Regions from separate parts of the Gasterosteus aculeatus genome. Here region 1 is linked to region 2. Evidence: chromatin contacts called from public Hi-C data. All regions are on one chromosome and are shown on one strand. The core of a region is the stretch at or near the end of the contact, and the rest is flanking DNA. Distances in the headings are between cores, read along the strand shown.

Region 1 (4,562 bases), core at 1,536-4,035, 77 kb before region 2:
ACCTGGCGTGTGTGTGTGTGTGTGACATTGCACGCGGGTTACTGAGTGGCATGTCCTCCTGTGACCGTGTCTCGGTATTGTGGGCAGGCAAATGGAAGGCAATAGAACACTTTTATTACAGGTTAATTACACCCTCCTCTTGTAGCCAGTGCGCCAGAGCATTACCTCATCAGGTCTGCGGGGCGCAAGACTCGATAAAAATATCCTTCGATCATTAGGCGATCGCCGTGAGCAATATCAGGTAGTAAAAAGAGAAGAAAAAGCTTTAGTGAATCCTTTCATTCAGAGCACCAGTTACACTCAGTTACACCGTGTGTGTGTGTGTTTAGAATGGGCTCTAAAGTTTGTCTGAACAGGAGAACTGTCATTTATTAGTCGTGCAGGAACAATGGGGAGCTTGTCTCCAGGGTGGTGGGGGCCAGAGGGGGGCCAGAGGGGGCCGGTGGAGCCAGGGGAGGGTGGCCTGAGATTGGGCAGCAGCCTCTGACCAAGAACAAGCCCCTGTCTGATGGAGAGAACTGCTGACCCTTCCTGAGTAAAATGGCACCTTTGTTTCGAGGTGTATGTGTTTGTGCATATGTGTTTATGTGTGTGTGAGAGAGAGAGAGAGAGAGAGGGTTTGAAAAGCTGGGCGAACTGTGTCAACTCTTTTTTCCCTCCGTTTGTGATTTTCTCCTCTGGGATTATGGAGGAACATGTCAAAGAAGTGCTGTCAAATTAACCGGTCGTCTCACGTGTAACTCCTCGGAATTTAACATGGATTGATATGATTTTTTTGAGACCTTGTGCTTTCAAAAATGGCTAAACGAGGTGTTCAATTTCCACAGTAATGGAAAACAGAGGAGGATGTCTGTCTCGCTGCACAACGTTCTCGACCTCTGTGATGCTGCAACACCAGACCACCCGCTCAAATGAATTCACTGTTCTTTTTTCCTAATGTCTTCTCACCCTAATGATGCACACAGGGGAGGTATCAGGTGTTTAAACAGGCGTGAGAGGAGGGGGGTGGGGGGGGTGAATAAATAGAAGGAAGGTGGTTTAAATGCTGGTGGGTTATGGCAGCAGATTGCTGATTTCCTACCGGGAAACCGCAACTTGGTGTGCGTGCCTGTGTGTGTGTGTGTGTGTGTGTGTGTGTGTGTGTGTGTGTGTGTGCGTCCCTCTGTGTAAATGAGGGTGTTTATCCCATTTGGGAGTCATCGGGAAGTGGGATGCTGAGAGAGACGGACAGCTTGTGCTCGAGTGAGAGCGTCGGCGGTGGGGGGGGGGTGGGAGGCGCGCTTAAGACAAAGTGGTGAACATGAAAATAAGATTTGTCACAATGATGCTTCTGGCTCTGGCACTGGAAGCATGTATTGTTTGATAAGCCTCCCTCTGCTCCGGGTCTTCAGGCTCTTTCACGTTTAACTCCGTGTGCCGTACGGGGCCCGCCATGTCTAACTGTCATTTAAACCCTGTGACCCCCCCCCGGCCGTCCTTCACCTGCTTCGTTATAAGCGCAAACTGACCACACTTCTGGCAGGAGAATTTCCTTTCTCCCCATTTCGCCTCTCAAATACGTCCCCTTCCACCCAACCGGTGACCACATATGTCCTTTACTCTGCTGGGTGTCGCTTCCCCCCCCCCCACTCTGACAAGTCACACCTGCACAAGTTAGCAATCCTTATTCAGGAGTTTGCTCCCGTTTAAAAAACAATTCCATTCACTCCACCCTTTCATTCTTCCCGTTTCCTTGGTTCTCAGTGTGAAGGATAAAAGAGACATTTTCAGTGTGAAGAGGAGCGTGAAATTCCCTCTGTGACCTCCCCGGGACACAGCAGACCACCGGGCTCCTCACGCGACGTCTCAGTGCTAGTGTGGATGATCCGTGTAAAGCTCTGCGACAGATTTGAATGTCTCTGTTTCACTTCTTTCTTTGAGGGAGACCGAATGAGGTTGAGCTGCACTGCTTCTCACACAAGAAGTGTAATTGTGTCGGAGCGGTGCACAGAAATGATCGTGTCCGATAAAAGCAGCAGGCCCCTGAGGCCCGGCGCCCCCCCGGTGTGTAGGCCTGTGAGTCAGGTGGTCGTCCCTGATCTTCTGACGGACTCAGCGTGGAAGCGGCTGTCTGTGTCCCTGACCAGAGGAAACAGAGAAGCCCGCTGGGGCAAAGCGCTGTGACGCCTCCGGAGGTCGGCCGTCATCGCGAGGCGTCGCTCGTCCAACGGGCTGTGAAGGAGAAACAAGACAATCCTGCACTTCATCGGCATGAGGATTGAAATGTCTGCACTGGCTAATAGGCTGCGTGGAATAGTGTCAGGCCAAACAAACATATTGACGTTGACTGTTAGTGTAGGGTTGGGGTTTGTGTATTTGTTGGAGTCTGCTGCGCCCTTGTGGACAATGTAGGCGGTGACAGAATAATACTTTACTGGGTCGCATATTCTCTGTTTGCCACTAAAGATCTGTGGCGCCAATGGACAACCTGAGCAAGGACAGAATCAACGTTTGTGTTTACAATAATAACAGTGAAGCTATTTAATAATCACAAATTGAATGATTCATGGTCATATGGAAAACAGTTATGTATTTATTCTAGGCAAACGTTTGCCTAAATTGCACAGAATCTAATCATAATTCCTATTTTGCACTACATTTACATTGTGCTGTTATATTACTACATAATAAGGAATGTCTCTCACCTTGAAATATAATTCATTTTACATTCTCTAACAGCACTGTTGACAGATTATAAGATTAAGCATAATAGTACGTGTACAACTCATCACACCGTTGTACGGATCTCTTAACATATAGTACACTCCCTGGAACCACATTTAGGTCACTTTACAGTAACTTTATTAGATGTTTATTCACGCCGCCTATATGAGCTACACATTTAATTTGAAAGCAAAAACAATTGATACAATTAAGTCTTTTCTGAATGTTTGCAAGGTCTAAACTGTAATATTTATATTTCACATACTTTTTTGTGTTACTCATTGTAACGTGTGTTAGTATATGAAATGCCTGGCGTTGGTTTTCCTGTTCAGGAGGACGTTTTAATGTTATAATATATAAGCATTTCGATATAATTTCCACCTACACGCCTTTAGGCAACGGAGGCATGTCCTAATCCTCAATAACCACTAGAGGTCAGTGTTGGATCCTTGTTTGGAGACATGCAAGAGGAATCCACTGATTTCTTTACTTAATGTAGCAAAGTACAATTAAATGTACCCTGGTTATCAAATATGATATAATATTTTTTTTTATTATTTTTAAATTTCACATTAGTTGGGAGAACTGAATAGTGTGGAACATGTTACGTGTTGCTGGATTTGATCCGATAATGAAACCCAGCAACATATCACTTGTCAACGCTTTGCTATAAGTAAAGTTTTGAGAAATGATAATGAAAATAGGCTAATGGTGTGGATATTATACTGTTTATAGTAATATATCAAGATAGACATCGTTCCACAGTCGGGATCCTCCAAATAACAAAGTAAAAACCATAACCATCAATGTCAGGAAAGTCCAAGTCGTCAGTAATGTCAGTAATTTGGTCAAAGGCTAAAGCGCTTATAATGTCATCAGTAGACATTTAGAAAACATTTGTACGGTTGCCTGGCGTGTGCAAAGGGAGCTTCGGTAAACTGTATTTAAGTACGAACATATAGCCGTGTGTCATGCACATAAATAAAGCTTCAGAATGATCTGGCTGAGGGAGAATCATGTTTATAGACAACAGCAGAAGCCCAATAATCAACCCACCACAAGGCCACAAGATGAAAATGAGTCACAGAAGAAAGGACATTTAATAGCAGAGAAAGTTCTATTGGAGAGGTGAGAACGCAGCGGGTTCCTTTTGTACTAACGCAGGTTTCCAGACGGTACAGGAGCACAGAGTGATCGATTTGTGTTGAAAGCTGCTCTCGAAACGGATAATATGGTAAAAAATTGCAGCACTGAAGATAAAAGGTGGTGATTTAGTAACTGGGCTGTGATTGTAGAGTGATAAAGGATCAACATTATTCATCTTGTTTACATTTCATCATGAGCGGTTGAATAGTTGCTTGCACAAAACAATTTGGAAAGATGTCGTGGGAGAACTGAATAATCACAATAAAATAAATTGTGTGATAAATAAAGGAGTAACTTGTCAAAAATACATGTGCAGGATTTCACCCTGGAAACTAATTCACTATGTCAACGTAAATGCTTTTAAAAATGGGTGAGCTCGCCAACTTCCCAGTATAAAGCTACGACAGTTGGCTACATCAGCCACAAGGTGGCGCTCTTGGATAAAGCTAAGAATGGGTCCCCCAACCCATTTTTTTTTGCACCATGGACGTCCACGGATATGAGCAAATCCAAAGATTAGACCAGCATAAAAAACAAATGAAGATATCAAAATATATAAAACAGAAAGCATGGAAACAATTACAAACGAGACGGTCCCTTCTGGGGCCAATGAGAGACGATCACACCTGTTAATATCTACTGCGTCATATTTTTTTTTTTTTAAGTTTAGGATGATGGAAATGGCTTGTTCTTCATCGTTTCTGATCTCAGAT
Region 2 (4,552 bases), core at 1,549-4,048:
CAACTTTAGATGAATTAAACCCTCAAATGGAAATGATGACACTGGATATGATGATGATGATGGCGATGATGACAAGAGCAAAACACATACACAGTACATACTAAAATATTTATAACCAGTATGTCCTCACAGAGGATTTAACTTTTTTTTTTAAAAACATTATATCTAAAAAAATATAATCACAATTCCAACCGATACAAAAGGCACTGTTGTGAGCCAATCCAAAGATATATTTTCAGTACTATAAAAAAAGTCCATGTCATGTTTTTTTGATGGTGCCGGTGTCAGGTGTGTGTCATGGTGGCACACAAAGGCCACGGTGCGGAGAAGAAGAAAAAAAAAAGGTCTATGGAATGCGAAGGGTGTTGTGTGCAGTCAACGCTGAGGGCCACCTCTCTCAAGGCCTGGAGAGCTGTGTGTAGATGGGCTGCTGCTCCCAGTGCTGCGGACTCTGGGTCTGCGGCACGGAGGGCACCCCGGTGGTGTCGGCGATCGGGGTGTACATCGGCCTCTGGCTGGGGCTCATGTAGCCGAAGGTGGAATACAGGCCGGAGCCCTGGCTCTGGCTGTAGTAGGAGTTGGCGCCGCCTTGGTGATCTGAATAGTCATACTGTGCTCTCGTGATCGAGGGGTAGGAGGAGGCGCTGTAGTGCTGCAGGTTGAAGGACCCATAGGTGACGTGCTGCGGGGAGCCCTGCTGCTCGCTGTAGTGGCTGGGACTCAGCTGCTCCGTCTTGATCTGGGTGGTTCTCTGTTGACCCTGCTGGCCTTGCTCTCCTCCTCCGCCCAGGGTGGTCAAAGAGTGCTGCTGCTGCTGCTGCTGCTTGGACATCCAGGCGTGGGCCCCGACATTGGCCGCGTGGCCGACTGAGGAGCCGCCGATGCCATAGCCGCTGGCGTAGCCGCCCTGAGCTGCTCCCGTCACTCCAATGTGGCTGTGAGGTGGCAGGTACTGATCGAACTCATCGACGTCGAAGCTGCCCATGTTGGAGATGACCTCGCTGCTCAGCTCGCCGATGTCCACAGCTCCAAAGTCGATGTTGAGCTGGCGGCTGGTGCCCTCCTGCATGGGGCGACCCTCTCGCTTCAGGTCAGCCTTGCTGGAGGGCAGGTCTGTCTTGGGGGTGGTAGGGGGTGTTGGAGGGCCCTGGGACGGACCTGGTTGGAGGAAAGACAAGAGTTAGCCTTGAAATAAAATGTACCCGCGTGGTGAATCGAAATGCCAGTGTATTTGCAAATGGTTTCAGGAGGAGGTTTTGTTGACACTGTACCGACAGATACCAGCACGATGGCTTGTAAAACACTAATCATTAAGCACTAATCATTAACAGGTGCCTGTTCAAGGCCCTAACAGCTTCTGAATATTTGATTTATACCAGCACGTGCTTACTGTACCAGCAAAATGTGCTCTTTATTTCCCGCATTATATTCTCACCTGAATGCTCTCCTGGAGAATGCACCTCGCCCGAACTTGAAGCTGGAGAATCGACCTGCTGCAGAGCCTTGAAGATCGCATTTGGAGAGATGTGGGTTTGCTCGCCGTCCTCGGGGTCGTTTTGCCCGTTTTTCACGGACTTTCTCCGCCTGGGCTGATATTTGTAGTCGGGGTGGTCCTTCTTGTGCTGGACTCTCAAACGCTCAGCTTCTTCCACAAACGGGCGCTTCTCTGCTTCGTTGAGCAATCTGAAAATATCACGGATAATTGTACATTCACATTAAAACGCGTTCAATTGGCAGCAAGCACGACATACATTGATTATTTTAATGTTCGAGAAAAGCAGCCACAAAAAAAGTTTGCGCATTCTAAGCCCAGACCAGCTGGATAGTAAAACAAGCAGTTATATATAGATAAAACCGCAATAATTAGTAATGTAATTTTAAAAGCTGTAGTCAAATTACAAGGCAGATTGAAGCAGCTGTACACGAAGTGGCGCATCGCATCGGAGAAATAGTTGTTCCCGCACACGGCGGCGCGTAAATACGCACGAGTTATTGCGAATGCAAAGCAAACCTACCTCCAAAGTTTTCCCAGGGTTTTGCTGAGTTCGGCATTGTGCAAATGCGGGTATTGATCGGCCAGCTTCCTCCTTGCGGCTTGAGCCCAGACCATGAACGCATTCATGGGTCTCTTGACGTGAGGTTTGCTTTTACTCGAGCCGTTGACGCGCACCGGCATGGGCACCAGAGTCCAGTCGTAGCCCTTCAACACCTGGGACACCGCATCTCTGATGCACACGGGGAACTTTTCTTCTTCGCCCTCTTTCTTGTAGTCTGCACCCAGGAGGAGGTGGTTGTCGGACGGCCGGGTGTTCTCAGTGTCCGAACCGGACACGGAGCACGGTGAGCCTGCGGAGTCCTCGGACATGCTGGGACTGGGAGCGTCAGAGTGACACTTCTCCTGTTCTTCTGTCATCTTCAGGTAAGGGTCGAGGAGATTCATGCGAAAAAATTGAAAGAAAAACTTCTCGCAGTGAAAACAACAACAAAAAAGGAGAAAATCCTTATTTCTAAATCCGAGTGCTGTGCCCAAAGACTGCAGTGACAGCCTATCAGGGCGCACGGCTTGACGGGCAAACTTGAATCCTTTTTTTAAAAAAAACACACACACACACAAAAAAAATGTCAAAAATAAAAGTTTTTGACGATCCGTCGACTTTCACAAGCGAAGAAGGGAAATCTGTTTCTCTTTCTAATGCTCAGCGTTGCAACTGTGACTTAAGGAGAAATGTGGCTGAGATGTCTGCTCCTGGAGCGTCGCTGAAGAGTCTAGAGACGCAGGAGGCGAAGCCCGGATTTATGTTTGACGGCCGCGAACTGATTGGGGGAAAACTTGTGGTAGGCGGAGACGTAATATGACTCTGCTCTGAGGGATTGATGCAGTCAACAACAACGAAACCACAGTCACAGTAGAGAAGAGGTGTTTTCCCCTTATAAACCCAGGTTTCATTGACATTTTAGCTTTGATGAAAAGTTTAAACTTATCTCACACTCTCTGACAAAAAGTAAGGCTATACTTAGTAAAAAGTCACAACCTCGAAATGTTACAATAATGTTTGGGATTTTAATATTGCAGTGAAATCAAGATGAAAAAAAAGAAAAAAGACCCTCTGAATTTACTTTGATACTAGAGGCGAAAGCATTTTACTCACTTTATTGTTAGAGGCATCTATTGGTATATGTACTTGTACTTTATTCTTCTTTCTTTTATTTATTTCAAGCAGGAACTACAGGCTAATTTGCATATTGGGAAAAAACCTGTCCCCCGATTGACAAGTCACTTGCTTTGCCGACAAAAAGTCAAAGAATCTGACTCTGAATCTCAAAGTTGGGGTTTCAGGTAAAGTCGCCACGATCAATTGGAAACCTGTTTCTCCTTTCTACATTCGAGTAGTTCTCATTTGGAAACTGGGGACGTTTTTTGATGGTATTTTCTTCTACTCTTCTTTTGGAATAACGCGGGTAGCTTTGTGCACGGAGACAATCCCGTGAGCCGCATCCCCGTCGCCTCTCGGCTCGATGCAGTGACCAATCGGACCAACAGGGGGCGACAGCAGTCCAGCAACTGTGCAGCGCGCCAACCATTCAGACACTACCGGGTGATACAAACATATTGTTATTCCGGTAGATGGGTTATTAGTGACATGTGGCTTTAAAAACGATTCTTATTTCAAATAAACAACAAGTGACATGCGGTATCCCCCATTTTTGACGTTTACTGTTGAAGTTTAGAAAAGCTGAAGATTACTATTTTGATTGATGATTTAGATTGCTGCTGATTCAGTGATTGGTGATTTGCAACTATTTCTATTCTATCTTTTGACAATGTGAATCTAGAGGACAAATATAAATAATAGCAGTATTAACAATGATGATTAAATTAATAATAATCATAAGAATGATAAGTTTGTGAAAGTAAGTAAAGTAATATGTTAGGCTACTTAGTTGATTTAAGGTTTTCCTCGGTCGACGCAAACATTTAAAAATGTCTGTGGAGAACCGGATCAAAACAAACATGTCTCAACACTGAAATCTACTTTGCTGGATTTGTTCCAACACTTGTTTTTGCTGCACAAAGGACACTTTGTTGAGAGAGTTCAGTCCCTATAATCCATGCTTACCATTTTATAAACCAAATCCGACTGCTGCTTGTTATGTGTCGACATTCAGTCATGAAAACTGAAAGTTTTCTATTTTTATCACAAAGTTGGTTTAATAATCAAGGAGTCCAAAGTAAAGAACTTTTATTAATGAAGTATATCTGTAATCATTTAAGAATATAATATCAACCACATTGAATGGGGCTGATAAGAACATAAAATACTTATTATTTTTTAAATAACACATATCATTCTCTTGCAGAATACTTAGTAATAGCCTGTCGGCAGTCGGAGCCTTTCATTGCTGGGTTAACATTTTGAAAATCACCTTTCATATTCAAAGAGGGCAGTCGTTCAAGATTTGCTGTGAAAGCCTTTCAGCCCATCTTGACCCTGACATGTTCATTAAAACGTGCCCGTCTCCCGCATACAACTAAATGAAATACAACAAAACA

What was found. Hi-C and Micro-C count contacts between places; a contact is called where the count stands out from the background.
Region 1: a contact with region 2 is called in a Hi-C map of skeletal muscle, with 8 times the contacts expected there. The contact joins the enhancer-like site here to the promoter of LOC120827768 in region 2. A contact is called at or near these places in 4 of 6 Hi-C or Micro-C datasets (liver, skeletal muscle and whole body).

Annotation. Positions count from the first base shown.
Region 1 is chr11:11,052,619-11,057,180 of fGasAcu3.hap1.1, reverse strand. The region is part of intron 1 of LOC120827769 (a long non-coding RNA gene); the gene reads left to right. Among protein-coding and RNA genes, the nearest start is that of LOC120827769, 5.3 kb to the left of the region's middle. Within about 2 kb of position 2,785, at least 1 of the 9 cell types and tissues checked has open chromatin away from gene starts, as enhancers often do.
Region 2 is chr11:10,975,747-10,980,298 of fGasAcu3.hap1.1, reverse strand. LOC120827768 (transcription factor Sox-9) reads right to left here and starts at 2,798. Exons shown (of 3, transcript XM_040190876.2): 1 at 2,016-2,798; 2 at 1,436-1,683; 3 at 1-1,158. The coding sequence starts at 2,440. The coding sequence ends at 398. All of the region lies in intron 1 of LOC144384527 (a long non-coding RNA gene), which reads left to right.